7 separate regions of the Mus musculus genome follow, and regions 2, 3, 4, 5, 6 and 7 are each linked to region 1. A link is a contact called in public HiChIP or PLAC-seq and promoter capture Hi-C data. All regions are on one chromosome and are shown on one strand. The core of a region is the stretch at or near the end of the contact, and the rest is flanking DNA. Distances in the headings are between cores, read along the strand shown. Region 1 holds the start of Rapgef3 (Rap guanine nucleotide exchange factor (GEF) 3). Region 2 holds the start of Kmt2d (lysine (K)-specific methyltransferase 2D). Region 3 holds the start of Prkag1 (protein kinase, AMP-activated, gamma 1 non-catalytic subunit). Region 4 holds the start of 4930578M01Rik (RIKEN cDNA 4930578M01 gene). Region 5 holds the start of Ano6 (anoctamin 6). Region 6 holds the start of Slc38a1 (solute carrier family 38, member 1). Region 7 holds the start of Slc38a2 (solute carrier family 38, member 2).

The links. Promoter capture Hi-C pulls out the DNA fragments that hold promoters and counts their contacts. HiChIP or PLAC-seq counts read pairs in DNA pulled down with a chosen protein or histone mark.
Region 2: a contact with region 1 is called in a promoter capture Hi-C map of pre-B cells, with 2.5 times the contacts expected there. The contact joins the promoter of Kmt2d here to the promoter of Rapgef3 in region 1. A contact is called at or near these places in 2 of 39 promoter capture datasets (the 3T3-L1 cell line and pre-B cells).
Region 3: a promoter capture Hi-C map of pre-B cells shows a contact between it and region 1, with 4 times the contacts expected there. The contact joins the promoter of Prkag1 here to the promoter of Rapgef3 in region 1. A contact is called at or near these places in 3 of 39 promoter capture datasets (the 3T3-L1 cell line, the C10 cell line and pre-B cells).
Region 4: a contact with region 1 is called in a promoter capture Hi-C map of pre-B cells, with 3 times the contacts expected there. The contact joins the promoter of 4930578M01Rik here to the promoter of Rapgef3 in region 1. A contact is called at or near these places in 3 of 39 promoter capture datasets (the 3T3-L1 cell line, embryonic stem cells and pre-B cells).
Region 5: a promoter capture Hi-C map of pre-B cells shows a contact between it and region 1, with 2.1 times the contacts expected there. The contact joins the promoter of Ano6 here to the promoter of Rapgef3 in region 1.
Region 6: a promoter capture Hi-C map of pre-B cells shows a contact between it and region 1, with 2.4 times the contacts expected there. The contact joins the promoter of Slc38a1 here to the promoter of Rapgef3 in region 1. A contact is called at or near these places in 4 of 39 promoter capture datasets (the C10 cell line, cranial neural crest, hippocampal neurons and 1 more) and 1 of 484 Hi-C or Micro-C datasets (B cells).
Region 7: an HNF4G HiChIP or PLAC-seq map of pancreatic cancer cells shows a contact between it and region 1. The contact joins the promoter of Slc38a2 here to the promoter of Rapgef3 in region 1. A contact is called at or near these places in 9 of 39 promoter capture datasets (the 3T3-L1 cell line, the C10 cell line, embryonic stem cells and 4 more), 1 of 115 datasets of contacts at active chromatin or transcription factors (pancreatic cancer cells) and 2 of 9 other capture datasets (adipose tissue and liver).

The regions. Positions count from the first base shown.
Region 1 is chr15:97,765,980-97,770,170 of GRCm38.p6, forward strand. Rapgef3 (Rap guanine nucleotide exchange factor (GEF) 3) reads right to left here and starts at 1,687. Exons shown (of 28, transcript NM_001177810.1): 1 at 1,416-1,687; 2 at 783-995. The coding sequence starts at 1,421. It overlaps Rapgef3os2 (a long non-coding RNA gene), which reads left to right. Exons shown (of 3, transcript XR_384421.2): 2 at 689-1,912; 3 at 2,396-2,858. It overlaps Gm46535 (a long non-coding RNA gene), which reads right to left. Exons shown (of 3, transcript XR_001781758.2): 3 at 3,964-4,191.
Region 2 is chr15:98,869,849-98,873,756 of GRCm38.p6, forward strand. It overlaps Kmt2d (lysine (K)-specific methyltransferase 2D), which reads right to left and starts at 1,357. Exons shown (of 55, transcript NM_001033276.3): 1 at 1,166-1,357.
Region 3 is chr15:98,828,781-98,832,880 of GRCm38.p6, forward strand. Prkag1 (protein kinase, AMP-activated, gamma 1 non-catalytic subunit) reads right to left here and starts at 2,728. Exons shown (of 12, transcript NM_016781.2): 1 at 2,650-2,728. The coding sequence starts at 2,658. It overlaps Kmt2d (lysine (K)-specific methyltransferase 2D), which reads right to left. Exons shown (of 55, transcript NM_001033276.3): 55 at 2,889-4,100.
Region 4 is chr15:98,984,159-98,987,904 of GRCm38.p6, forward strand. It overlaps 4930578M01Rik (RIKEN cDNA 4930578M01 gene), which reads left to right and starts at 1,807. Exons shown (of 4, transcript NR_045991.1): 1 at 1,807-1,928; 2 at 3,599-3,672.
Region 5 is chr15:95,788,736-95,792,844 of GRCm38.p6, forward strand. It overlaps Ano6 (anoctamin 6), which reads left to right and starts at 2,108. Exons shown (of 20, transcript NM_175344.4): 1 at 2,108-2,321. The coding sequence starts at 2,249. All of the region lies in intron 1 of A130051J06Rik (a long non-coding RNA gene), which reads right to left.
Region 6 is chr15:96,641,076-96,645,127 of GRCm38.p6, forward strand. Slc38a1 (solute carrier family 38, member 1) reads right to left here and starts at 1,838. Exons shown (of 16, transcript NM_001166458.1): 1 at 1,416-1,838.
Region 7 is chr15:96,696,805-96,700,986 of GRCm38.p6, forward strand. Slc38a2 (solute carrier family 38, member 2) reads right to left here and starts at 2,924. Exons shown (of 16, transcript NM_175121.4): 1 at 2,604-2,924; 2 at 1,811-2,013; 3 at 1,378-1,459; 4 at 1,118-1,233. The coding sequence starts at 1,926.

The sequences.
Region 1 (4,191 bases), core at 437-2,936:
TCCACACAGTACCCTCTGCCCCCTACACACACACACAGAGAGAGAGAGAGAGAGAGAGAGAGAGAGAGAGAGAGAGAGGGAGAGAGAGAGAGAGAGAGAGAGAGAGAGAGAGAGGGAGAGGGAGAGGGAGAGGGAGAGAGAGAGAGAGAGAGAGAGAGAGAGCATACAGACAGGACTGTTGTGCCCAGTAGTTGGAAAGAGAAGACTCCTGGAGCCTGGAGCCTGGTTCCTGGCTTCCCCCTCCCTAGCCCTGTCTTTCTCACTGGCTTCCTTCAGCAGTCCTTCTCCACCCTGAAACCTCTTCAGTCCCCCGTGGCCGGTGCCAAGCTTTATCCACGCAAATACCTCACCCCAGGAGCCAAAAAACAGATTCAGCCCAGTTCAATTGTTCACAAAAGGAGACCGTTGCCACGGTGATGTGTCAGGAACAGTAACCAAGCTAATTTCACCCCCATTTGACCTAGCCCCACATCTCCCACTGCCTCACAGAAAGAACTCAAACATGTAAGCCCATGCCTGGCACATGGAAGTGATGGATAAATGATAAAACCCTTTCCTGCTCACCCACCGGTGGCTGAATGGGGCAGCGCAGCATGCCATACACACGGGGCATACAGGCATACAGGCTCATTGTGTGACCAGCAAAACACACACTGCCACCAAACTTCAATGCCTTCTCTTCACCCAGATGAATTTGCTCTGGAGAAAGCTGCCTGGCCCACCAGCACTACAATCCCGACTCTTCCAGCCCTGACCCAGCCTGGCAGATGGCCGGTACTCACCCAGCGGAGTCCCTGGATGCAGCTGGGGCGCCGGTGCTCGAACACTAGCTGGTAAGAGCAGCAGCGGGGACGGTGCATTCTCTTCAACACCATATTGAGCAGCGTGCCCTCCGGAACCACGTCCGGGAGACCTCCCACCTGCGGTGCCCCCACAGCTGGACTCTCCACCACAGCTGGGCCCACCTGCCAGTGGTTCTCACCTGGCCAGCTGACCTGTGATGTGGGGAGGAAAGAGGACAGCCATCGGCCGGAGGAGCTGGACCTCCCCACTACCACCCCTGGCTTAGCGTCCTCTGGACTTGGACTGGTCATGCGGAGGTGCGGCAACCCTGCCAGGAGCCGGGGGAGGGACAGGAAGACCTGCCCCGGGTCCTGCTGGCTTGGCGCACCTAGGGGTCTCCACTCAACTCACAACGATGGGGCTCTTCTCAGTTCTGGCTGGAATTCGGCCCCACCTCACTACCCATGTCCTGAAGGCATGTCCACCTTTGTACACACACTAGATCCCCAGAAGCAGCTTTTCCTCAAATTCTCCTCCCCGCCACTCTCTCCCACCCAAACTCCCCCACGTGTCGGCTTCCTCTCCCGCCCTTTCCAGCAGCTTTCTTTGGCCCTGACTCCGGCCCACCTTACCTTCATGTTTCTTCTCCAGCTCACACCGCGGTGCTCGCCCTAGCAAGAGGCTGCAGGATCCCTGGAGCGGTATGAGTGTGAGTCCCGAGATGCAGCGAAGGGCCAGCCCCTAGTCAGACAGGTTGCCTGGAGCAGCAAGATGCAGGGCTAGGCAGATAGGGTTTGTCCTGGGTGAATAGAGGGCTGGGGGTGTGGGGCAGCCCCCACCCCTTCCCAAAGGCTAAGAACTCCAAGCCTCCGCCTCCGTCCCAGATGTAAGAGCCAGCTGGCACAGGGCGTTCAAGCGAAGCTGCAGCTGGCACTGGTCCGGGCGGGAGCTGTCACACCCCCTGCGCTGCCCGCCCCTTCCCCTCCCCGGACAGGCCGAGGGGGCGGGGAGCAGGCACGAGCTTTACGGTAGGGGTGGGCATAGGGGAAGGGGCAGAACCAACAGCTGATGGAGTCCCTACCCGAGACTACGTCAGTGGGTTCAAGCTCCTGTCCCGAAGCCTCAGCGGGTAGGAAGTGCCTTAGGGTATCTGCCCCTGCAGCTGCCCGGGTGCCGGGTTAGGGGCGGTGATGGCTGCACCCGCCGCCACGTGGCCAAGAGGAGAAATGCAAACAAGGAAACTAGGGAAGGGGGAGGGAGTGAGTCATGGCGGCCCCACCCGGGAGGGAAATCCGGGCTGGGGCCGCTTCCTGGCCTGGGGCGTCCGGCCTCCCGTTTGGGTTCAGGGTTTCCAGCAGCCCGGGGCTGGAACTGGGCAGCCTTCCCGTGGGGGAATCTCGTTGCCTGGCTTCCCACCTTTGCCCTCCCAAACGCATACACTGGCGCGGGTGGGGAAATTGAGGCTGGCGGGGAGGGACTGCATTCCAGATGGAGAGAGAGACAAGTGGTTGGATTTACTGTGCCGGGACTCGGATTTGTTGCAGAGTTTCAAAGACAGCCTGGGCTTTGGGGCCATGCCCCGCCCCCCAAATGCTCCCCTATGCCCGGCTAGGTGGTGAAGGCAGAGCACACCTCCTCCCTGGGCCTCTTTGCCCCTTCCGCACAGATGGCCGGCACTTCGCACTTCGTCTCACTCGCTCCTGCTTCCTAGTGGACAGACTGTGACCAGGGACGGTGATTTCCGTGGCGCCCGGTGATTGCTCAGGACATTGATGAGGGTCTAGAAGAAGGCACAGGTTCCACCCCAGCGTTTTAAAGCTTTCTAGCCTCCTCTCTTCTTTCCCACTGCCATTAAGCCAGGAAGCGGGAGAGAGGGCTAAATCCAGCATAGCTAAGCCCATTTCCACCCAGAACTGAGAACTTTAACCATCATTTAAAAACTGAATTTAAATGTGTGTGTGTCTCAACAGTTTTTCTCTCCCCAAGGGCACGACTGGTTTAACTCCTCAAATTCTGGTTCCATCCTATTGGCATGAAATGGAAAGTCTGAGCTTTGAATGAACATTTTGAACAAACAGGTCGTCTGTAGTGCCCACCCTTTGAGGCACACTAGTGAAGATTTCTCTGCCCCTGTGAGGAAAGAGGGAAACCTAGAAAGAAGTCTGCCTTACAATTCGAAGAATAGCTCGTATACTTGGCTTAAAAGGAGAGGAGATGGGTGGGTAGTGTCTCGCATGTGCAGTTGTAGGTGAAATGGTGGCCGCAGTCAGGATGCTGGATCTGCCCTAGTAGGTCTTGCAAAAGAGTTTTCTGAAACTAACTGTGGAGTAGGAAGGGGGTGTTTCCTATTCCTGCTGCCCCACTTAGGTCAGGGGAGAAAGATGCTAAGAGATGCAGCAGGACCTGTGACTACTTCTTTTAATGCCTTTTGGGGGGGGGTGGTTTTTTTTGTTTGTTTGTTTTTTGTTTTTTGAGACAGGGTTTCTCTGTATAGTCTTGGCTGTCCTGGAACTCACTTTGAAGACCAGGCTGGCCTCGAACTCAGAAATCCGCCTGTCTCTGCCTCCCAAGTGCTGGGATTAAAGGCGTGTGTCACCACCGCCCGGCAATGATGGTTTTTTTAATGATGGTTCTTAAACACTTTAACCTGCCTTTAGCCCATCAGCCACCAGAGGTAGTGGGAAAGAAAGGATATGGGGGAAGTTGGAAATGGGCAGTTCAGTTCAGCAGGCAGCAGCGGCAACTCATTCACTCACAAACACTTCATGGATACACCAGCAGTCCAGTTCTGTAGAGTCAGGCTAGCATCGGGAACACCAGGAAAAGTTCTCAGCTGTGTCTCCCTCAGGGAAGGGAAGATCCGAGAGACCCACAAGCGTTGCACAGCTAGCCGTACCAGCAAGCCAAGCTCTGTCTCCGTCATTCCATGGAGTCCTATTTATACCCTTCAAACGCCCCATGTCCTCCACGTGCCTTGCCTCACACGGGTTTTGCCTCAGCATGTGCATCCGATCACCCCAAGTCTGCAGGAAGCAGCAAGAAACCGCAGTATATCTCCAGAAGGTTTTTGGTGCATTTGATGCGTTTGTTAGAGTCCCCGACAAATGCAGCTCAACTGCACATACGTGGTGGACCAATACATGTGTGTCATTAGCAAAGAATCCTTCATCACGTGTCCTTTCATGTGCTTGCTCTGGCAGAACATCCTTTCACCTGTGTCTGCTTCAGTGAAATGTTCCTTCACATGTTCGCCCCATCCAACCGACTTCCCAAAGAACCCTGAAGTTTCCACTTCAAGAGCCTGCTTACCTGTTGACCTAAACTAGGATGGGACGTGCCTGGCCCCTGTGTTCCATCCAGGTTGTCTGGCTCGACTTCAGCCCCAGGATACCCCGTACATGCTCTCTC
Region 2 (3,908 bases), core at 107-2,606, 1.1 Mb after region 1:
TGGAGGGGGTGGAATGAGGGCGCAAAATGCACTAGCCAAATCCCTGCTGGGCAACATGACAGGTGTGAGAGAGGCTGTCCCCAGCCCGGGGCCCAGAGGCTGAGGCGGGAGGCTCATGCTGCACCCTTCCTGCTGTAGATACACACCCCTTCTCCCCAGCACCTCCTACCAGGGCTGGAAACACTGGCTTCCAGCAGAAAAGAGCACAAATAAAGTCATTTCTCCATCAAAGAGGCACAAGCTAGCCTACTCTGCAGAGCCGGGGCAGCACCTGAGAACTATTTACCATTCCGTAGCCAGAAAAGCATTGTAGAGATCTGGCGGGGGCTTTCAGGATTGGCCAGGGACTCATGGGCAGCTAACTCTACACTAGGCCCAGAGAAAGCAAGAGACAAAAGCCATTTTTTTGCAGCCCACATTCGTAGAGAACAGATCTCAACGGCCTCCTCTATAATCCCCCGGAGATTATGTCCATCCCAAGAGGAGGGGAAACGAAGCAGGCTAAGACACCACTAGGCCTTGCTGGGGTCACTTTGCCAGGCAGAGTAGTTAAGTTGAACAGCAGGGGCAGAGCTGCCCCAGCCCCACCTCCTTCATGCCCCAGCTCCCCTCTTCATCGCACCAGTTTCCACCCACCCTCCCCCCCCCCCCCCACCTCCCGGGTGAAGGACTCAGGGCTCCTTGAGTTTCCCACGGATTGTTTTGGGTGCCCAGGTAGGTAGGAACAACATTAAAGTCCAATCTGGCAGTATGTGGGACCTGGCAGTGGCATCCCCCCACCAAGTTGCTCTGTCCCAAGGAACCCTGGGGGTGGGGGTGGGGGACAACAGCCTGGGATTGGTGTTGGCATCAGGGCCTGGGTCCTAGTTTGGTCGAACTCCCTCAACACAAAAATAAACAGGCAGAGAGGCTATCTGGACATGTTCCCAAACTCCTGTAGTTCCCTGAACCCCCAATCTTTAAAGAGGCACACCCCAAGAAACCAGGCCTCGGTTCTGCCGTGGCAACTGGCTCAGATTCCCTTGACAGACCCTGCCAAAGGAACCCTCCCCAGCTCTGGCACCCCTTTCTCCAACCTAAAGGCCAGCCACCGGCCAAGATAGTCCATCTGGCTGTGCCCCTAGTCCAACCCTTTCTGGGCCCAGGCCGGGCGGACTTCACTCACCTCTTCACAGGGCGATCCAGAAATCCTCATCCGAGAACATGGCCAGAGCCCGGGCCGCTCCCCGACCTCCAACCGCCAGAGCGAGCACAGCCGCCCCCCACTCGGGGGGGCTTAGGGAGACCAAGAACGGTAAATCCAGGTCGGAGTGGTCACCCTTCCCCCGGGGGTTTAAAAAAAAAAAAAAAAAAAAAAGCAAAAATCCAACAGGGGTTCTCTGCCTCAGGTTCCAGCAGTTTAGGTTTCCATGAACAGCCCCAGGGCGGCGAATCCCGAGCGGACACAAAGAGAGCACCGGTGGCTTTGATCTTGGGCGAGCAGGCTCCGCATCCGCGTCGCGGGGCGGCCTCTCAGTCCTAGGGCCCGGCCAGCGCCCCGGCCGCCCGCGCCGGGCTCGGGCGGAACGTCGAGGCTCTCCAGATGGAACGTCGAGGCGCCTCCCCAGCAGCCCGGAAGGAATGCCGCGCCGCGCCGCGCCGCGCGCCGGGCCCGGATGGAACGTGAGCCCCTCGCAGCCGCGCCGAGCCCCTCTCCCCGCCGGGCCGGCGCCCCGGGGCCGCGCGAGCTACGGCGACGCGGAGCCGGCGGGGCCGAACCTGACACACACCCAGCGCCGGGCTCCGCGACCCCGAGCGTCCCCCCTCGGCGGCTTCGAGCCCCCCACCTTCTGCTCCCCCCGGGGAAGGGAGGAGGGTTGGTGGGCGAGGAAGAGGAAGGGGCGGGCGGTGCGAGCCCTCTGCCCGCTCCCCTCCGGCCGCTCCAGGCCCAGCGCTCGCCTCCCTTCCCCTCTGGCCTCGGGAGCTGCCCCGCCCCCGGCCTGGCCGCCTGTGGTCAGCGGCACCCCCTAGACCCCCGGCAGGCACTGATCGCGGGGGGTCTAGAGGTGCATGGTCCAACCCCGGCTCCCGGCGCCGGGGGGTCAGGAAACTGAGCGGAAAGTGGGGAACGAGGCAGCCATTTGCAACCGGAGAGGAAAGTAGTGCAGCGCGGCGCCGCTCCGCCTCCCCCCTCCGCCTCCTGCTCGGCCGGTAGGGTGGTTCCTGCGAAGAGGCTCTTTCCTCGCCTTGGAGCTGGGCAGCGATCGTAGAGACTCGTGGAGCGTCCGGCGCGAGATCCAGGGGGCCCTTTTGCCTGGGGAACCCCACTCGAGAAGGGGAGAAAGGAGAAGAGGAGGCCCTATTTTGTGTTGGAGCGGGGCGGCGGAGGGGTACAGCCCTCTTGGAGGAAAGGCTGTGACTCTGCAGTTCTACGCACACGCTCCGGGATCCCTCCGCTGCAGATTAACCCCGACTGCGCCAGGCTGGCCGCCGGGCAGACACGTGGGAATAAAGCCCCCCTCTTCTTCGCCACGGCCCAGGAGCTGCCTCCTTTACCTTCTGGGTGGTAAAGCTAGGATTCTGGCCACTTTTTAATTCTGTTCCCTAAAGTCACTGACCCTTGGAACTCCTTTCTTTGGCTGGGGGACAATCTTTGCCAAGGGGGGGTGGGGGGTGAAAAGAGAGCCTGGAGATTGGCCGCAGCTCTGCATCCTGGGAACTGGAGTCCGCAAATGGAGAAAGTGAGGCACCGTGCCTGGCGCTGCAAAGGGTGGGTTCTTGCCACGTTTGGGGGCCGGAAGAAAGCTGGACGACTCTCAGGTCTTCTAACTCCAAGACCCTTTGGAGTAGAAGTATTGTCGGTGTCCTCGCGATCCCCAAACAACCACTTCCCGACCAAAACATCAATGTAGAGTGTCCCCACCCCATATTTAATTTTCCCGAAAATCTTCTAAACCTGTCTTTTATTTCTTCTTCTTCTTCCTTAAACTAAGCTAAATACTCTGCTACTTGGTTGGAATATTGTTAATCTGAATAAGACCCTTGGCAAGCTCCCGCACTCCCAAGTATGGAAGGAGGGAAGACTAGAATTACCTTTCTGCACAGACTGTATACATGGAGTAAGCAGGTTGAGACAAATTAACTATGTACTCGATACTTTATATTCCCCCCCCCCTTTCCTCACCAACATTGTGGAATTATCTCCATATTACAAGTGAAAAGGCTGAGGCTACACAAGAAAAAAATCGCCCAAGGAGTCACTCTGAGAAGTTAACCCATAGTGCAAACCAAAGGGGACATTTTCCCATAGATTAAAAAAGAAAAGAAAAGCTTTAAGGGCCTATAAGATGCCCCCCCCCCCCCCCGAGAGTAAAAGGCACTCACTGCAAAGCCTTAAGGCCTGACTTCCATCCCTCTGGCCCACATAGTGGAGAGAGAGAACTGAAACTAAGTTGTTCCCTGACCTTCAAAGATCCAGGATGCTCCCACACACAAGCACACACGATAAAATGAATGTAATTTTTTTTTTTTTAAAGATTTAAGAGAAAAGAATGGAGAGAAGCTGGCAAATTAGGTCTGAGGCTACTTCCCTGGCTACAGCATGGTTCATTCTGTGGAAACAGGCTGTATCCACAGGAACATAGCCACTTGGATACATGTAGCTATTGAATACTTTGAAAGGTAAGTAAGTGGTGCAACTCAGTAACTTAATTATAACCATGTTAGACCTAACCATGTGTAATTGGCCACATTAGACAGTGTGGCTTTGGCCATGGTTGTAGGTGAGATCAATAGTAGACACTTGCTGCTATCTATACATAGCATCAAAGTTTCTAGTCTGATCACTGAAGCCAATTTCAACAAAATTTCCAAAAAAGAAACTTCAGGTGATCCCACAACTATCTCAGCTATAGTACAAGTTTAATTGG
Region 3 (4,100 bases), core at 1,478-3,977, 1.1 Mb after region 1:
ATGATCTATGTTCAAATGTTACAAAGACTATCTAAGCACATAATCTATGAAAATAGATTATAAATTCCCAGAAGTCTTCAACTATCTTATACTTTGTATTTGACTCCCCTAACAGGGAGTACATAATTTACATAATGTACATAATTTGCAGTTTAAAAAAATTCTCCAGCTCGTAATACTAAAGTATTACAAATATCTGTCCTTCGAGCCTGTTCTTAGCCTGTGACTTTTGTTTTTTGTTTTTCGAGACAGGGTTTCTCTGTGTAGCCCTGGCTGTCCTGGTACTTACTCTATAGACCAGGCTGGCCTCAAACTCAGAAATCCTCCTGCCTCTGCCTCCCCTCCCAACTGCTGGGACTAAAGGTGTGCGCCACCACGCCCTCCCGACTTGTGACTTTCGGTTTGTTTTTTTTTCCTCAGTGCAACTCTGCCATCTTTCCAGTGCCTGGGACTGTAGCTCTGCTTCCCTTAGAGGTACGTCAGGTTCTGAGGTCAGAAATGCCCCAAACCTGTCTGTTTTCCCAGCTGCTGCTCACCGTGCACCAGCTGTAAGCTTTCCTGAACTTTCAGTGAATGAGTGCATGCCCAAGGCAGTGCTGAGCCTACAGCCTTGGGCATGCAAAGTGAGGAGCCCTCCTGTAAGCTACACCTCCACCTGCCCAGAGTGCTCCGCCTTAGCCAGCATCGTTCCCTGCTCCACACCTATAGCCTCCTTGCTTTAGACTTTGATCAGGTTCTCTAGCCAAAGTAGCTCATTTGGAGAAAATACCTCCCAAGGCCTGGAAGGTGGTTCAGTGAGTAAAAGAGCTTACCCCATACGCCAGGTGACCTGTGTTTGATCCCCAAATCTACATTAGGGTAGAAAGAAAACAACTCCAGAAAATGGTCCTTTGCCTCTGCATTCCTTCCATGCACCTCCCCACTCCAACTCTCACTCACTCTTTGTCTCTGTCTATCTCTCTCTCTCTTACACTTCAAAATAAAAGAAAAACCAAACAAAACAAAACTTCCTTTCTGAAGTGGTTTCGTCTATTCACAGAAAGCTGTTAAGAATATTCTCAAGCACACCGCCTGCCTTGCTCATAAATCTCCCACTGGCCCCCTTACTATAAAAGCCCACAGCCCAAGCGAGTGATGGCTCATAGCCACACTGTGCAGACCATCTGAGCTACCTACTGAGACCCTGTCTCAGAGAGAGAGAGAGAGAGAGAGAGAGAGAGAGAGACTTCCAACTTGGTTTTAGCCACCTTTTCTTACACTATCATCAAAATCTAGTTTCAACACTACTGAGCCATGGGCTGAACTCTGCTCCTAGGCTCACTGTAATTTCTCCTTCCTTTAGTCAGGTGTCTGTATCCTAAGGACACCTTTAATCCCAGCACTTGAAGGCAGAGGCAGGCGGATTTCTGAGTTCTGAGGCCAGCCTGGTCTACAGAGTGAGTTCCAGGACAGCTGCCAGGGCTACCCAGAGAAACCCTGTCTCAGGGGAGGGGAAAAAAAAAAAGCCCTAAGGACAGTACTTACTACAGTCTACCTTAACTAACAGCCTTCCCGGTACCTCTCATCTCTGTCTCTCTGTACTCCAGTATATATAAAGCAAAGGGCTAAATTCGTAAATATAGAGAAAAGTTGCTTTAGAACTATATACTCACAGTTCACTTATAATGTAAATAATACATTTACAAGTTAGAAACGTGTTGTTTTAAATTTAATGTAATCAAACTACTTTTGCTGAGAATGCTTTCTCTGTAGAAAAACAAAATCCTTGGTTAGAGGACCACCTGCATACCATTTTACCACTTTATCCTTCCTTCTTTATAAACTAAGTTACACTATTCCTCTGCACACAAAGGGGCGGGGGGGGGGGGAGGGGGAGAGAATTTACTCCAGGCCAAGTAACTGACTCAAAGAAAACGCAATTCTAAGAAGAGCGAACCTGCAAGTATTACATGGATATATGGTGGGGGAAGACAAACCCCAAGCTGCCCTCAGAAGATACTCGGTTAAAAACTACGGAGCAGGAAGTCGATGGGAGGGCCTTCGGAGTGGCAGAGAAAGCTCCTGCGAATGAGGTCGGTCAAACAAGTAAGTAGCAGATAAACCTACCGCATCTGTAAAGAGCCGAGCCGACGGTGCTCGCCAAGAACGAGCTGTCAACACGCATGCACAGCGTCACTGATCAGGACACGACCTAAACTTGTCCAGGGGACACAGTGGCCTCCTGGATTCCTTCCTTCGCGGAAAATTCAATTCTCGGGCTTAGTAAAGGAATGGAACCTCGCAGGATGCCAACAATTGCTTAAGCAATCGCACAAACGGGGTCCTGGAGCTCCCTGCAAGCCGGGCTCGCTCACCTAATACGCGGGATCACAACCCCGCTCTCATGCAAACTTCGGAAAGGACTTGAGGCACTCATGGGCAGGGGGCTCCAAGCTCACAACCCGCTCCCTATCTCTCAGGGTACCGCGGACCCCTGGCGGGCGGGCGGGCGGGCGGGCACGGGTGTGGCCCAGACCTAGGAGAGGCGCCCACCCGAGCAGAGGAAGGGGAGTCCCGGACTCCAGCGCCAAGCCGGGCCGGCCTTCCCCGGCTCCTAGCGGGGGGTCTCCGGCTCCACAGCGCCCCCCGCCGCCCTCCTGCGCCACTCACCGACTCCATTGCTAGCGCCCGCCAGTTCCTCAGCTTGGAAAGCTCCCTGGCGCCAGACCCCGCCCCACATCCGGTGCCGCGCACCACTTCCGCCTACGTCAGACCCCAGCCGCAGGGCGGAAGGCGGGGAACCCACCCTTCCGGCGGTGGCTGAGCCTGGTTTATTGGGTAACCTTCCTCTCCCAGCTCTCCAGGACCTTAAGATCTGGCCAACGGCGAGGGTCATGGGACAGAGGCACTTGTATTTAAAATGTTCTTTTTTTATTTATCGTTTAAAAACAAACTTTGAAGAAGCAAAATCCAAAACTTGCCCTTTGCCTCTCGCAACATAAATTATGTACAGTTCAGAATGATCGCTGATACAAAACATGCCAAGGACAGGGGCGCTGGGGGTGGAGGAAGAGAGAGCGCTTTAAAAAAGGGAACCATTTCATCCGTTGTCACGAAGGACCAACCTTGCTGTACAGGATACACACAACACAAAAGAAAGTTCTTCACGGGTTCACACTTGTCAGCGATTTATTTTTTTTTAAAGGGGGAGGGTCCTGGAGGTGAAGGTAGAAGGTAAAAAGGGAGAAACTGAAAATTGAGTGCAAGTGTAAACCAACCCAAAATACAAACACAGGGGGCGGGGTTGGGGGTGGGATTCTGATGCAATTATACAGGCAGGGTACTTTAAAAAAAAAAAAAAAACCAACAACAACCAAAATTCCAACCTTGTAGCGTGGGTCTGAGTTATAGTTTATATAAAAATTAAAAACTGTATAAGGTTTCTTCACTAAATTCTACAGGACTATCGGATACCTAGCATATGCTTACAAAGTCTGCCCCTTCTCCTTTCCCAGTTCTAGGGCCCAAACCCCAACCAGAGCCTGACTCACAGGAGACCATCTCCCCCACCTAATGCCTAGACCGTTCAGCTCTGTGGCTTTGGGGACAGCAAGCCCAGGTTCCCACTGTCTAGTCTAATTACAATGGTTTCCGTGGGAGTGTGGGGGAGTTGTTATTCTCAAACATTTGCAGCTTGAAACAGTTGAGGAAGCAGCTTTAAAAAAAAAAAAAAGAAAAGAAAAGAAAAAAAAAAGGCCAGAAAAAAAAAAAAAAAAAAAAAAAAAACCCAAAAATCTCCCTACCCCCATCAATCCACAATCCCCCAAATTTAAAACAAAACAAAAACCTAAAATCACAACAGCAACCGCCCTACCCCTCCAGCAGGCCTGCCCATTTGCCACCATCCAGCCCATCTCTACAATCCAGATAATCTGATTCTTGAAAATAGTAATTACAAAATGCCCTCTGCCCACAGCCCCTAGGAGAGAACTGCATAGAAGCGTCATTTCATCCCCTCGCTCCACCAGAGAGGGGTCTGAGGCCTCACACACCCTCTACCCTACCGCTACCCGCAGGAAGAGGTTCGTCTGCAGCACAAGCTTGGGGGGGGAAAGGAAGGG
Region 4 (3,746 bases), core at 557-3,056, 1.2 Mb after region 1:
ATGCAAAACTATTTACGTTTTTGATTTGTACTTTTTTTTTGGTTTTTGGTTTGTTGTTTTTTTGAGGTTTTTGAGACAGGGTTTCTCTGTGTAGCCCTGGCTGTCCTGGAACTCACTCTATAGATCAGGCTGGCCTCGAACTCAGAAATCTGCCTGCCCCTGGCGTGTGCCACCACGCCCGGCTGATTTGTACTTTAAATGGCCTCTCTGATCTGGGTGATTGGTCTCTCACATCAAAAATTTGACTTCTCAAAAAAAAAAAAAAAATTGAATGTCTCAGGGAAGAGAGATGTATTATTTTTTAAATCCGGTAAAATATATTTCTTAAAATTAATAGATGAACCATACTATTAATGCTTAGAAAGATACATTTGCACAATGTAAAGCTTCAAATCCATGAAGCCTGTCTGTCAAGCTATTATACCAAATTTCCAAGGCTTTATTCGTTTAATTTGGCGTTGATGTAGGCCATTAGTAATGAACAACAAAAGTTCTCAGAGAGGGACATTTAATTATCTTAAAGATAAAGTTAGAGATCAGGTGAAGTGGGAGGGCTGGGGCCCACATGTCCCTGTGGCCTGAGTTATTGTCCATTTATTCTCTCATTTAATCCTCACACCACTCTCTGGAGCCTGTCTCTTTCTAGCCTCTCCTCTTGGTAGATAAGGAAATTAGTCCAACAACACAAAGAAACACAGCCGATACCTCCCCTCCCCCGCCCAGGCTGGTCCAGTTCCGAGAGCCACAATGTGAGAACCTTTTTGGTAGAAGTAAGAAATATTAAATATTGAAAACCATCGAATTCACGATGAGAGGTTAAGCCGACATCTGTCTGTCTCTATGGACACAGACCAGTGGCTTTAGCCTAGTGTGTTCCTGCCACAACCTTTACAGCAAGGGGGTAATCTTTTATTTTCTTTTTCTTTTTTTTAAATGTTTATTAGATTTATTTATTCTGATCTTTTATTTTCTGACAACGTCTCTGCCCCCGCCCAGTTCTTCTTTCTCTTACATACCCATTATGTTAATAAACTATCTTATAAAATGTCACTACTCTGTCACTTTAAGCCAGGCCCCGGTCCAGAGAGCCAATGTTACCAACATTTCTCCTTCGGTCTTCACGGATGTATGTGTATAAGTGTGTCATTTGTTTTGTGTGACTTTTAGAAACAGGAACCGCGCCATGCTGTATTTTCTGTTTGACTTGTCTGTCCTTTTCCTCTCTGTGCCCTGTGGAGCTCCTTTTAAACGTTTCTGCCTCTTCCTCCCAGCTGATGCGGCTAGCATCAGAACCTTTCCCTTGTTTTCACTCAGCTCTTGAAATGACTTCATGGCACAAGCCAACATCTAACTGGGTTTGTATTCACGGGGCGGGTTGAAACAGGCACACGCGTTATGGCTGACTGGAGTGTTACTAACAACACAGAGGAACTAGAGAAGCAGGCGGCCCATAGCAGCACGGTAAGCGCAGAGACCCAGCGCAGGCGCGCTGTGTTCTCACCGTTTATCGTTAGCCCCCTGCCTCCGGGTGGTTAACCCCCACTCTCCAGTCCTTTATTCCTTACACCTGAGGTATTAGTGGCCGACTCACAAAGGCGATGTTGTAAACACGAAGTGAGGTAGCCCAGGGAACGAATCGCAAACCTGGTGTACTGAGCGCTTTCACTTCTGGGATGGTCTTTCAGAGGAAGCACGTCACTGTGGCTCGAGGGAGGGTGGTTAAGGAATGGAGCTATGGGTGTGGTTGGTAGCCTGGAAAGTCCCGGAGGATGGACACGGGGATGCACAGCTGTGACCCAAACCCTTGGGAGACTGAAGAAGCCAGTCTGTCCCACACCGGGAGACTCTGTCCAAAACAAAACAGAAACAACAGTAACAAAACTGGAGAATGCCAGCCGGGAAGACTGTTGATTAGCGGTGTTTCTTGTGTGAGTGAGCTTTGTCACATATAAAATAGGGTGATAGCCAGGGCTATACAGAAAAACCAAAAAAAAAAAAAAAAAGGGTGATAGTGACATCTGGTCTTTTCCAAGTGCAGCCCCCTTTAACCCTCACAGCCGCACCTGTGACGCGGCCTGAGTTTCTTTCTTTCTTTTTTTAATTTATATATTTTATTTATATGAGTACACTGTAGCTGTCTTCAGAAACACCAGGTCCCTTTACAGATGGTTGTGAGCCACCATGTGGTTGCTGGGATTTGAAATCAGGTCCTCTGGAAGAGCAGTCAGTGCTCTCAACCGCTGAGCCATCTCTCCAGCCCCGCAGCCTGAGTTTCTAAATGAGATAATCTATGACTGGAAAGCACTTAGGGTATTTTTGGAGTAAATGATGTTGCGTTATTGTACTGTGCCGATGGTGTGGCCTAAACTTGGCATGAGCTCACATTCGCTGTCTCTTTAATGCTTTTCTTAGTTGCTTTATTTCTTTTGAGACCTTCAAGGATGGGGGTGGGGGTGGGGGTGGGAGCTGTCTTTGAACTCCTGAACCTCCTGCTTCTGCCTCCTGAGTGCTGGGATTACCATCGTGTGCCAGAGCATCTAGCTAATACTCATGAACTCCATGGATATCTGCTGCATGTCTAAAGCCTCGACGTATGTGTGGAAAATATGAAGTGCAAAACAGATCTTGTCCCCAAAAGCGCTTATGATTTTTAAATCGAGGTTCTTTAAAATATGAGGTAACATATTTTGGGAACTTCGAACCCCGAGATTAAAAGCTTTGCTAATGCCCACTGTAGGGGTAGCTGCCATCAACCAACACAAGGCAGAATTATGAATATTCACAATTTGTGAATATTAATATTTTTTTCAAATATTATGAAAAATTTTATCAACTTTTTTTTTTAAACTTACAAACGTAAAGATAAGCCGGTGACATCTGCTTATTTGTTCTAGCTGAGCCTCGAATGTGAAAGGGAGCCTTTGAAGGGTCTCCAGGAGGGCTAACCAGGCTGGTCTCAGGGCTGTCTGAGGGCTGGGGCAGCTGCGGGCAGCCAGTCTCCTGCTGTGTAGCTCTCACAGAAGCACACAAATATTCCATTGTTCTAAACACAATACAAGCGGATACTTAGCGGGCAGATGAAATTTAGTAGGAACCAAAACACACACGAGCAATGAGCAGTACTAGACATGAAACAAGCCTGATTTGGGGGCAGTTTCCAACAAATAAGCCTGTGTTGTTTCTAAAATGTCCGCCTATCCCTCCTGGCTCAGAGAGCTTTCTCTAACCCACAGAACCTGATTTTAGGGTGTGTGTGTGTGAACTCATCCCAACCAGTCCCAAACTGAAATTCCAATTCCACAAGAAGACAACTTCAGCTGTCAAGAGCTGAAGCCACATGTGACTTCTGGTCTGAAAATCAGTCAGACAGCAGATGGGCCAAGTGTTTGTGGAATGTGACAAGGCTCGAGGCCTGAGCCAAGCCCCTTCGCCTTAATTCCAGGCTTAGCTCAGAGAAGAGCAGTTTGGAATGCTTTTCTTTTAAAGGGACAACGTTAAAATATCCTTTTGGTTTTGTGTGTTATTTATGGACTTGAGGCATTAGGGATTGAATTCGGGGAGGCACACACACATTTTTTTCTTCTTGTTTTGTTGACAGGGTTTTTACCTTGTAGCCAGGGTGCCCTGGAACATGACAGCCTCCTCCTTTGGCCACCAGAGTGCTAGGGACAGGTATGTCTCACCATGCCCAAGTCAGATTACTTTTCTAAGAAAACCAACTAGTAAGTAGCGTGAAAAGGGAGTGT
Region 5 (4,109 bases), core at 858-3,357, 2.0 Mb before region 1:
CACCAGTTCTATATAGAAGGAGAAGAGGGCTGAACACTGAAGCCAGTGGAGTACCAGCATCCGAAGGCTGGGCAGAGAGAGCATCCTGGCTGAAAACAAATGAGTAGGAAAGTATTTGGTTTGTGACCCTGACTTTGAAAAGCCTTGCAAACACAAATACTGGCCACATAATGCCGCAAGCATTTTATCTCACAAACTATGCATTACACAGACATTCCCCCCCCCCTTAGGATTAAGAGTATGGCTCCTATATAGGACTATAACTTAGATTATTTTTGCAGCATATATTGATCGATTGAAAAAAAATAATGCATGAGAAAAAAAACTGTAGGAAATGCATTAATGTACCAAATGGGGTGTACTAACAATAGATGCACAGCTGGCCTAAGTAATTCAATTTCCTTGTGGCAACAGTCATGTCTACACAAAAGACCACAATGGCTCTGTAACACTTATCAAGCAAGAAGCAAAAGGCATCTATAAAATCTCTTACAATTTCCAAGTGACTCACTGAGACTTAGGTCAGAATCAAGCCCAAGAATTTTCGAGCTATAAAGTAGCTTTAGGTCGGAAGATCCAGAACTTCTACATCTGCTGAGAGAACCTAGCAGGTCAGTGATGAGACCGGGTGGGTTGGAAGAAGTGGGTGGAAAGGCCTCTGGAGGCACTTTCTGAGGTGCATATAGTAAAAGGGCCACCCCAACACTGGCTATCTGTGGTTGCAGACAAGATGCTCACCTATCGGGCGGTCAGGTGAAACAGTGGCAGTAACTCCTAGGCAGAGATGAAGCGACCACTGTAAAAACTTTTAGTACCGGACTCAGCGGACTCAGCGCACGAAAATCGCCATGGCTAAATGAAGATGGAAACTTCCTCCTGCAACCCACACACCTCTGGAACCGAGAGTTCACTAAAGCCTTCCCTTCCCTTCTCAGTTCCCAGTCTGTCCTGAAGCCGAGTTTTGCTTCAGAGTCCCCCTGCTTCGGCCTCTGGAGGGCTGGCATTATAGGTCATAACTGGTATTACAGGTCGCAGATGGCATTTCAGGCCATAGGGGTCATTGCTAGCATTACTGGTCCCGGCCTCTCTTCCTCTCTCTCCCTCTCATAGTCTCCTCATCTTCTCAAGATCTCCAGAGTTCTGCACTTACTTTTCATGTTACAAGTAGTCTTCTTTGGTAAAAACCGGAGCTTAAGGAGCAAGGAGAGCGTCTCCTGGACGTTTTCTCTAATTTGTACTGTCCTTTAGTGCATATTCGTGATTAAATTCCTGCGTTATTATTGATCGCAATGTTTTTTCCCTTCAAGTGAGAACATTAACTATGAGGTTGGGACTATAGATAAGTGGAGAGTACTCCCTTAGCACGCCAGGGGTGCTGGGCTGGACTCCTAGCATCTGAGAGGCGAAAGAGGAAAAGGGTAAGAATATAAAAGAATAAAACACACAGTGGATGTAGTAGTGTCTTGTCATTGAACATTGACTAGGAACGGGCTCAGGAGGCAAGTGCTTCTCCAGGGAGTGAGCGACAACCCGGGCACTGCAGGGAAGCCACCATTCACCAGCGTCCTTGAGAGCAGCTGTGCAGACCCAAGGACTTGGTACTCCCGCCGCATCTGCGCCCCAGTCCTTGGGTTGTCAGGGCGGCATTCCTTCACTCTCTACCGTCATTTCCCCCTTTCGTTTCTTTGTCCTTCCTGGTACTACAGTTTCCCATATTGTCTTATTAAAGAGTTTACACGTAGCTATGGCGTGTTTTGTTCGGCCTAGTTCCGGGGCTTGGAGGGCACCCCGCGACCACTCCCCGCATGTGCTCCTTCGGGCGGGGGCACAGGGGCTCTCCGTGCGCACGTGTGTCGTTTTCCTCCCCCACACTAAGCGGGCACCTTGCAACGTCTCGTCATTCTGCAGATTAAAGACCCTCGTGAGCTCATAGAAGCCGGCCTGCCTCTGCGGCTGCAGCGCTCCCCGCAGGCGCGGCGCGGCTCGCCCGGCTTCTGCCACTCCCCTTCCCCCAACCCCCCCAGCCCGACTTCCTCCCAGGCTCCTCGCAGCCGGGGCGGTTTGATCTGGGGCGGGAGCGGCGGCGTCCCTCTGGGCATGCTCAGTCGCAGGCTGAGCAGCGCCTGCTGAAGCAGAGCGCGGGCGGAGCGCAGCGGGGCAGTGCCGAGAGGGCAGAGCGGAGCTTGCGGCCCGAGCCGAGCGGAGCCGAGCGGAGCCGAGAGCAGCCGAGTGACGGTCTCCGGGAGACATGCAGATGATGACTAGGAAGGTCCTGCTGAACATGGAGCTGGAGGAGGACGACGATGAGGATGGAGACATTGGTGAGTGCCGGAACCGGGGCCAGGGCAAGGGGGATCCGGGGCGGACGCCTCTGCGCGGAAGCCGAACCTCCCAAGCAACTTCGGGTCTTTTTCCTGCGTCCGCTCCGGGCGGTGTTTTGGGGGCCCCTGCTCCCGGGTTCACGACACACCTGAGCCGGATTCTCCGAGGCCACAGGCTGCGCCGCTGCACCAGCCCGCAGAGACACAAACAAAAGGGCTGGAGCCGCGGGCGCGGGGCAGGGACGCGGGGCGACGCCGGGCGGAGGACCGTGGCACGTTTCCATCAGGCCTCCTGGATGTCAAAATGTTCCCTCTCAAGGCCTCCAAACACTTTACAAAGTAAATTTAGGAGTTGGGTGTGGCTTTTCCTTCCTTTCAGGTTTTGCTCACAGACCAATCAAAGGAATTTGGTAACTCCCAGGTCTAGACGAACTTGGGAATTCCACGCCGCGATTTAGCCTTGGCCTTTCATTGTGACAGCGGTTTATCAGGCACTCCTCTTTGTGGAGAGAGCAAATAGTATTCCTTTTTAAGGAGAGGAGAAAAGTGTGCCCAGGTTAGCCTTCCTGGAGCCTCACACTGTCAAGTAGAAGTTTCTGATTTCCCAGAGTTGAGCAAGTTAAGGCTCTGCACCTGGCGGCTGATTGGGTAAAGGATGTAGGATGCTCTTGTCTCATGAGACTGAACAGTTAAGTGACCGTTTACATAAAATACCACCCACGGGAGCAGCGTTAAAAAGTTACACTCGTATTAGCACAGTTAGTTTCTTAGGGAAATATTCTTGTCTGTCATAGTGAGGCACTCAAGTGAGATCCAGCCGGAATAGAAATTGACATAAGCAAGAGGCTCTGAGTGTAAGCCCTTGCTGCCCTCAGATTTCAATTTAGAAAGAAAATCTAATTTGGTCTAGCCTCTGTTACATGATAGGCATCATAGGTTGTCTTCAGACCCTGCCAGTAGGCTGGCTTTGCTTTTACTGACCCATGTAATTCATGCTTGTTCCACGAAGTAAAACAGCCGATGTAGTTAACTACCTCTGCCTCTTCTTACTGTAGCCTCCAGTATTTAGATTCATACTTTAGATAGCAGACAGCCTGTTTGGACAGGCAACGTTTAAGCAGGTCCTGGCAATTTTTGGTTGTCCTTTATTGAATTATGAATTTCATGTGGATCATAGTTATGTTTTTGTCCCAGACGTTTTACCAAACCTATGAACGTTTATGTTACTACAGAATTATAAGCCTTCTTGAAGGTTTACTGAAGTAGGTTGATAGACTATTATGAACTAATTCTAAATCCAACAGTGGGAGAGGAGGCGCTGGTGAAATGGAGGACTGCAATTGAAACCTCTGCCTCCAATCTTGTAGTGTTAAAGCTCTTGGTTAGTCTCTCTCTTCGGGACTCCTCACTAGAGGGAGCGTTGTATAGTTGTTTAAAGCATAATCAGCGCCCATGTTAATTTCTGTTAAATTTTGCTTAGCTTTAAAATTCAGAGCAGGAAAGTTACTTTGACACGAGGCCCCAACGTCATCTAAGGCAAACCTCAAACAACGAAAGTAAACCATTTTAAAGTAGAAGATGTATCACGGAGGTGTTCCACCCGCGTGTGTGAAGCCGAGTCTTCTGGGAGGCCGGGTTGCCCGGCTTTATAAACAGTTACTTCAGGTTGTTGCTCGGTACTTAGAGAACTAACTCTGGCCGTTGTTCAATATTTAGGTACCGCTTTAGGTGCAGGAGTAGCCTCCTTGCCTGGCATGAACCCACATGGAGAATTGAAAATGGTATCTT
Region 6 (4,052 bases), core at 588-3,087, 1.1 Mb before region 1:
TCCTCTCTTCCACGTACGACACCGTCTAAACGTCTGAGACAAGTACGCGATCCCCAAGCCAGTGTGCTTCCCACCGATGGAACAGGCTGGTGAGAACCCGGGTCCACGCCGCAGAGCGAGACACAAAGGGCTGGAGTAAGCGCCACCTTCCTCGGCCCGAGGCAGCTTGTGAAAGGCAGTTCGCGGCGTGACGCGCTTACCGCGAAATTCCTTTTGCCGCCATATGCACTCGAGTCTAGTGCGAGCACAGTTGGGCCGAAACCCAGCGGCGGGCGATGCACCGGGATCCGCGCGCTGTTCGCGAGGGTGCGGAGCAGTCCCGCACCCGGAGCCGGGCTGTCGCGGGGGTTGGGAGAGATGAAGACGGGCTACAAGAGATCTCCGCGCGTTTTCCTCCTCGCGTGGAGCGGACCAGTTTATAAGCGTTTTGCCGCAACGTTTGGGGCCAGGTGCGGGGGAGGGGAGACCAGGGCGCAAGGGTCCTGCGCAAGCAGTGGCCTTTTGTTCTCCCGCCCCACCGGACCAGGCTCTAGAGGAAGTAGCCTATCACTGGCTCTTCATTCGGGAGAGAGCCTCCAGAGAGGGAGAGGAAAGTGAGTCACTGCCAGCATCATCCCACTAACCGGAACGGAGACAGGGGCCGAGCCCGTGGAGGTGCAGCCAACGTGCACCTGTTTACCGCGCTGGGGAGCCGGTCTCCGAGGCTCCGCTGCCGGCCAGTCCCAAGATGCAGACTGATTCACTCCTCGGTGTACCTTATGCCCCTTACATCGCATGCTTGGTTCCTAATTCGCGAAAGTGACACCAGATCTGGTGGCACACTCCATCACCATAAAACCAGGTCTACAAAGTAAGGTACTGTACGCCACGGCGGTATCTGGAGTCCCTGCGTTCAGGGAAGGGCACCGGACTCCTGCCTTCTAGAAAGGCGCCGCGACGCTCTGCCCGTGTCCACGAGACATGGAGGCTGTCTGAGTTACCTCCTTCCCTTCCTGTTCAAACTCCCCTTCCCTCCAAGTCGCCGCTCCCTCTGCCCTCCAAAAGCACCTTACCTCGAGAAATAAAGGGAAAGGCGCCACCAAAGTGTCCGCCCTTCCAGGCCGTCCCCGGCAGTTAGATGTCCTTTTTTGTGTCAAGGACTAGCTAGGGAAAGGTGGCCCCAGGTCTGTAAGACTGGGCGGGGAGGATCCGCGTGGCGGGTTTCGGAGGAAGGTAAAAGGCCGGGTTACCGGCGACCTTCAGGAAGAGTGGCGTGGCCACAGCTCTCCTCCTCCTCCTCCTTTTCCACCACCACCTCCTCCTCCTCCTCCTCCTCCTCCTCCTCCTCCTCCTCCTCCTCCTCCTCCTCCTCCTCCTCCTCCCAGGGCTGGTTGCATCAGTTTCCCCCCACCCACACTCTGCCCGCCAGCACTTACATTCACACGCCCGGCGCGGAGGGGCTCCAACCTGACTCATTGGCTCCTGCGAGGCGCGTCGCCCTTTCTCTTCGGCAGTTTGGGGACGGGAGCGCGGCCTTTCAGACCATCATCCCTCCATGCCCGCGCGCCGGCGGAGTTGAGCTGTGTGCGGTAGAGCAGTGCGGGTCACATGCCGCTGGTCGCCGCGCCTTCTTGCTCCTCTTCCCCCCTGGGCTACCAGACCGCAAGGCGACCGCGGCTGGCGGACACCGAGCATCCAGGAAGGGCAGTGCGAGCGGATGCGCGAACAACGCGCTGGTGGTACCCGAGCATACGGAGGCTGCGGGCCTCCCGGCACCTGCCTGCGCCCTCCCGGGGCCTCAGCTGGGGCCACAGCTGCCGCACCCGCACCCTCGGGGTTGGAGGTGGAGCGGCTCACTCGCCCAGGCGGTGGCAGGGGGCCGTCTCTTGGGGTACGCCAGGGCCTCACCGAACGGAGTTGCATTGTGGGAAGGGAGCAGCGTGAGGGTAGCCCCGCGACCCAGGGGCGGTGGTGGACTACGGGACGCGCGGGGACACCTTTGGAAACCTGGACACCTACAGTCCCGCCCCCCCCCCCCCCAGAGCAGCTCTGGGGACCCCTTGGGACTCAGAGTGTGACAATAACCCAAGGGGTCTGCACCAATAGCCCTGCTGCCCCGGCCACGTGACTCTACCCTTGCTGGGCCTGGAAAAAGGAACAGGCTGAAAGCCATATCCGCCTCGGGTTACTTCTCCTGCCCCACTCTTTGTCTGAAGTGCAGCCCCTTAACTGACTGGCTGGCACAGTCGCTTCTCCTTAAAATGGCGACAGGAAATCCCACCTACACACCAGCCAATGAGACCACCACCACCACGGAGTCTGCCGCGTGGAAGCCTGAGTCCCTCTCATCCGGATGGCTCCTGTTTTGGGTCCGGCCGGAGATTCATCAGCCTGACCACTAATAAATTTTAACCAAGAGGATTTTATTCAGACACTGACGCCGAGATGGAATTCCGAATGTAGCACCCAGACACCTCAGCCAAGGGTTTACAAAGGCAAAGAATACAAAGCTTCAATCTGTTCTCTTGCAAGCTTGTTTACAGAAGCAGAACCAGCAGTTAAAAAAAAAACCATAATAATAATAATAATAAAGATTAACCCCTAGTAGCGCTTAACATTTGGAGGTCGAAATTTGCTTTAAGCACAGAGATTTTTAAACATAAAGTTAGCCATCAACATGTTAGCCATCACTGTTCCATCAAAACAAGAAATGGCGGTTGAATCATGATTCAAAAATGACTCTACCTGGAGCCTTTCAAGAGGCTGAGTAATGAATGCTGTTTTGCGGTGCTTACAGATTTTCAGTCTCCTCTGGGAAAGTGGGGGGCCAACCAAGATTTAAGCTTTTTAGTGGCTGGTATTCTTGCTCCCTTCCAATGGCCGTAAATGGTCGTGGTGAGTTAAACACTGGCTTCCAAAGAAACAAGTGGGAGGTGTGTTCTTGAACATGCCTGGAAACCGGAAGGTCACTGCAATCAGAAGGGCAGTTTCTTCCTCAAACACAGCATCTCCCCCCACCCCCCACCCCATTTTTTTTTTGTCCTGTTGCTCCTTCTTTGTGTGAAAAACTTATGTATTATAGTAACACTCTAAGTTTACACCGAAAGTCCATTCTTTTTACCTTTCTTCCTAGAGGAAGTCAAAATTTACGATTTTGTTACGATTATGACTGAATAAGTTACCCTGAATAGGTATATGGGCCAGTAGCAGACTCAATTAACCTGGACTAACCCCCCCCCGCCCCCGCCCCCGCCCCCGCCCATACACCTGCTGATATGAGGTCCCCAACACATATATATATAGCAGAGGACTGCCCGGTCTGGGTTCAGCCAGAGAAGATGCACCTAACCCTCAAGGGACTGGAGGGCCCAGGAGTTTAGAGGTCTGGTTGGGTGGGGGTTGGGTTCTAGGGACATCCTCGTGGAGGGGGGGTAAGGGGGGCGGTATGGGATGTGAAACTGTTGGAGGGAGAGTGGACTGAGAGGGGAATGGGGTCTGGAGTGTAAGTAAATAAATAAATAAATAAATGAAGTATTTTTAAAACTATGTTTAAAAAAAAAAGCCTGTTGAAGGTTGTGCGTCTTTTAAAAAAAGATGTACACTCATGGGTGTTGCAGAGAACATGATCCCAAGCCTTTTAGCTCAGGATGTTACTTAACTTGCCAGCTCCTGTACACAGAACGACTAGTTACTCAGGGCTGTTCGAGCTGAATGAAATAGGAACCCAGCTCGTCCTACTCACTAGCTTCTCGGCTACACGCTTTCTATGCTTCTCGGCTACGCACTCTCGCTGTTTTCACATTTAATCCTCTTCACTTTAGTTGGGTATTAACTGTCCTTTCTGAAACGAGAAAGCAGATCCACAGAGGAGGGAACATTGACCGTATCGGCAGAGGAGGGGACGGATTCCCACTCGAGTCTGATTTAAAAGTCCATGGGCAGTCTTTAGAAGCACAGACCACCCCAGACATGGGTTCTCCACCCCTTCCCAGGGATTTTTAGTTGACATTTGCCACCGAGGGGACAAATGCATCCGTGGCCCTCCGCTTCATAGAAAGACTGTTAGAGAGACA
Region 7 (4,182 bases), core at 1,674-4,173, 1.1 Mb before region 1:
TTCAAATTCCCAACAAAACCTGAAATTTCAGGATGTTCTGTACCAAGGCCACGCACGTTTTTTTTTGCAAGGACCCCCCCAAATCTTCATCTTGATGCTTCTAGTTACCCAAAGCCAGACTTTAACATCTGTGTGGGGTCTGACAAAGCAGAGCTTTTCTCTCAAACATTTTTTTTTATTATGCCGGGAGAAAGTCATTTGAGTGCTAGATCCCCATCAACTAACCAAAATTTCTCAACTGTCACAAAAAGGGACAGCTGTCGAGTGTGTGCACTTCCCATTGGTGCAGAGGTTATGGTGAAGTCAGAGGCGCCTCCACACAAACTGTGTCAGCCATGATCTACAGGCAGTTTGAAAATCTCAACACAGAACTACACACTCAAACACATACATGCTTTTGTATTTGGAAACAGCCTTTTTTCCCCCCCTCTTACTACTGCTCTGATGGCCCGGGGAATCGAACTCAGAAATCAATCTGCATGCCAGGCAAGCCAAGCAGCCTAGTGCTGACCTCTAGTCTACCACTCTTCCATCATATCAACCACGGGTAAGTGACCCCCAAATGGGTAACCCTCCAAAACATGACTTCTGGAGGTTCAGCCAACTAACTTAAAAAAAAATTAGTAGACTCTTACTTAGAAGTCAGGCACCAATCCTATGTATCCGGAAAGACTTTTTAAAAAGTGAATTTGCTCTTTAGCATCCAGAAAATTATGACTCACTTGCTCTTAGACAAATATGATCTGGGCTAGGTAAATACCACCACACCTTATACACCTCCAACCTTCTTTTCCTTATGTCACAGGTTCTAGGGCGAGACCGTCAACTTATAAAACCCATCTATTTTACAATTAACAATACCTTCTGGAAAGGCTGGCCTTAACCGGTCAGTTTTAAGCGCTATCCCACGTTCTGTCTAACTTGCTTGCACGAGGACGTACAATAATAGCAGTAAAACAGAGATTCGGATTTCCCATACTTTCAAGCTTAAATTATTTTTAACACCGACTACTTTGAACCGCAAGTTGCTTTTTTTTTTTTTTTTTTTTCCTGGAGCCAAGAATATGTTTATCATATTAACTGCCCTGCACGGCAGGCACCACTTACACATACTTACATAAAAAGAGCAATTCCAGTATTAGCCATGGCATAAGAAAGCCCAAGGATTCCACTGCCCACAATCGCATTGCTCAGATTAAATACTGACATTCCAAAGGAAGTAGTACCTGGATGCTACACAGAGGGAAACGATAACCAAACATATAACAATAATTAAAAGGAGAAAAACCAGCTTCGGGCAAGTCAGATTTGAAATCTAAAAGTAACACTATTCTTTGACTCCATAAAGCCAAGCACATAACAGTACTGTTAACTTACAAAGTCTGTTTCGTACTTCTTCTTCCCCAAATTTGATTCAAGTAAAAAGTTCTGGTTTTCGGGATCCACGTCGGCATAATGGCTGCAAACACATAATTTTTTTTTTTTTTAAAAAGGCCGTTGTAACCCAACTGAAAGATACGAAAACTATAGTTTACATCATGTAAAGCCCTTCAGTTCTGCTTAAGTTAATGCATGAACTAGGTGTTCTCGAAGGTAATACCATCTGTCATGCAGTAACAACCGGGTAATTTAGCAGGCTACTCTCTCCGGGGCTGTGAGCCAGGGGAGACCGAGGCTTCGGGTGAGCCTTCTGGTTCCTGGGTGTGCGCGTTAGCCTGTAACCGATGAGCAATCCCTCCAGCCCCGAGGCACCCGTGTGTGCAAGCTGGCTTTTTTTTTTTAATTTGCAAAGCACATTTCTTTTTCCCACCTTTTCAGAGCAGCCTGCTTGGTGGGGTATGAGTAGTTGAAGTCACTGTTGGAGCTGTAACTGCTGCTGTCCTCATCCGGGGAGATGTTGAACCTTCCCATTTCGGTCTTCTTCATGCTGCTCGGGAGGGACGGACGGTGTGCGGCTCGCTCGCGGCGCGGGCTTCCTTTTGTCCTTGGCGGCGCACTGGCCCTCGAGGCTGCCTGCGAAGGTAGAAGGCGGCGCGTCAGGACTGCGGCGCGCGCCCGCCCGCCCCCCCCCCGTACCACGTGACGCCGCCGAGCGGCGCAGCGCGGCTGATTCATCCCCCGCCAGGCGAGTGGAAAAGTACCAGGCGAGCGAGGGGCGGGGGCGCGGCGAGGGGCGGAAAAGTACCGACGGCGGGGCCGCGAGAACAAAGATGCGCCCGCCGAGGCGCCCCTCCAGCCGCCCCGGCGCTGAGCCCGGTCCCCCTGCCCCAGCCGGGGCTTGTTTACAGGGCGCACGCCGAGCCTAGCCTCCGGCAAGCCGGGGACTGCCCCGGGTACCCGGTCACCCGCCCCTCCTCTACCCCGGGAGGAACTGATGCAATACCGAGGGGCGATTGATTGTCAAGCCCTCGCGCGGTTCGCCTTGCCCCACGCCCGGACCGGACGATTATTTTCGAGGCACAAGACCCGATTGCAAGCAGCCGAGCGGCCCGTGCGCGATTCCCCCTTCCCCCTAACGGGAGGCTGTGGCCGGGTGGCCGCAAGCCCCCGCTCCCGCCGCCGGCGCCGCCCGCGTCCCCGCCGCCGCCCCTCCCCCGCCTCACCTCGGTGCTCTCCCTGCGAGCTGGCCCACCTCACGGCAGCGTCTCCCGTGGGCTGTCTCGGTCACACACCAGAATTGTAAAACGAGGGAAAAAATGTAACAGTGACGGAGTCCTTTTCTTTTATTTTTTTTAATAAAAAATTTTTAAAATTTCCCCGTAATCCAACAACAGGCAGAAGAGGTGGATTTTTTTTTCCTCTTTAATTATTAAAGAAAAATGAAAAAAAAGAGCGGGGAATGGCGATCACGATCCTCCGGCGGAGATTGAGGGGTAGCGGCGCGGGCGACGGCGTGGCGCGGTGTGGAGCAGCTTCCCGAGCGCGAGTTATAGCGGCGGGGCGCCGCGTCAGTGGGCGGGGCGCGGGCGTTCGCCTTTGTGTATCAACAGCACCTGGGCTCCGCCTCCCTCCCGGTTGCCCCGCACCCCGAATCGGGGGGCCAGCCGCACCCCGCTTCCCCGCGGCTCGGGGCACTGCAGCCCCGTGGGTGGCCGCCACCCGCGGCTGCTGTAATTACGGAGCCGGATCCCTTAGATTCCCTCCCAGCCCGGTCTCCAACGCTGCGTTTCGGGGACGCAGCCGGCGAGTGTGCAGTACCCTACCCTCCCAGCCCCCCCCCCCATAACCATTCCCAGCCCGTGACTTAAGATTTGATTTACGTGAAGGGTTTTTTTTTTTTTTTTTCTCCCGCAGAACTTGGGCGGGCGCTGCCACGCTGCCCAGAGGGCCGGTTTGTGTTCTCGATCTTTCCACCTAGATGTGCTTTCACTCTCCAGTGCTAGCCTGGTGGTGAATGAGAGGCGGCTCGCAGTTGCGTGTCGGCATAGACTTTTGGGTTGCACGTGCCACAGCGTACTAGGGAGGGTTTGCGTTTGACCAGCAAGCCAGACACACCTTTAATAAAAGAACCTCGGGCTGGGTTCTTCCGAGGCCGCCCAGGGGCGCCCTGTTCCCTCTTGGTGGACACTTTCCCTCCTGCTACCACCCCACCCCTGGTGCTAGCGTCTCCCCGGGCTTCCAGCGAGAGCGCCCTCGTTGGAATGTAGGCCTGGAGCTTTCTCTACAGCCCAGATCCCTCGGTGGTGCTTTTGGTCTTGCAGAGCCGGGCGGCTCAGGGGGACCCCTAGACGAGAATATTCGGTGCTGCCGGAATGGCGAGGGCCCTTCCCTTTCGGTTGAACAAAGACCCCCGAGGAGAGCGAAATGCTGGTTGAATGAAAGAATAAACAAACGAGTTTGACCTGGTGCTCTCTTCCTTTGGGGGACGTGGGAGAGATTGGGCTGGGCATAGAGGAAAGGGTTGGGTGTGATCACACTTTTTTGCCTTCAATGTTTTCCTGAGGAAATCTGCAACACTGCCTATTTCCGTGGCACGAAAGTCTTGGGGTACCTTCAGCCCGTGTCAGTGTTCATGATTGACAGGGCAGGACCCTATTTCCCCTTTACACACTGTGTTCTTCATCCTAAACCTCTGGTCCGGTCAGCCATACTTAAACAATAGCCTTAGAATGAATGCTGCACGTCCCCTCGCCCCTCTCAAGGGCGGTGGTCACTCTAGACCTAAGGAGCCAGGAACGCCTT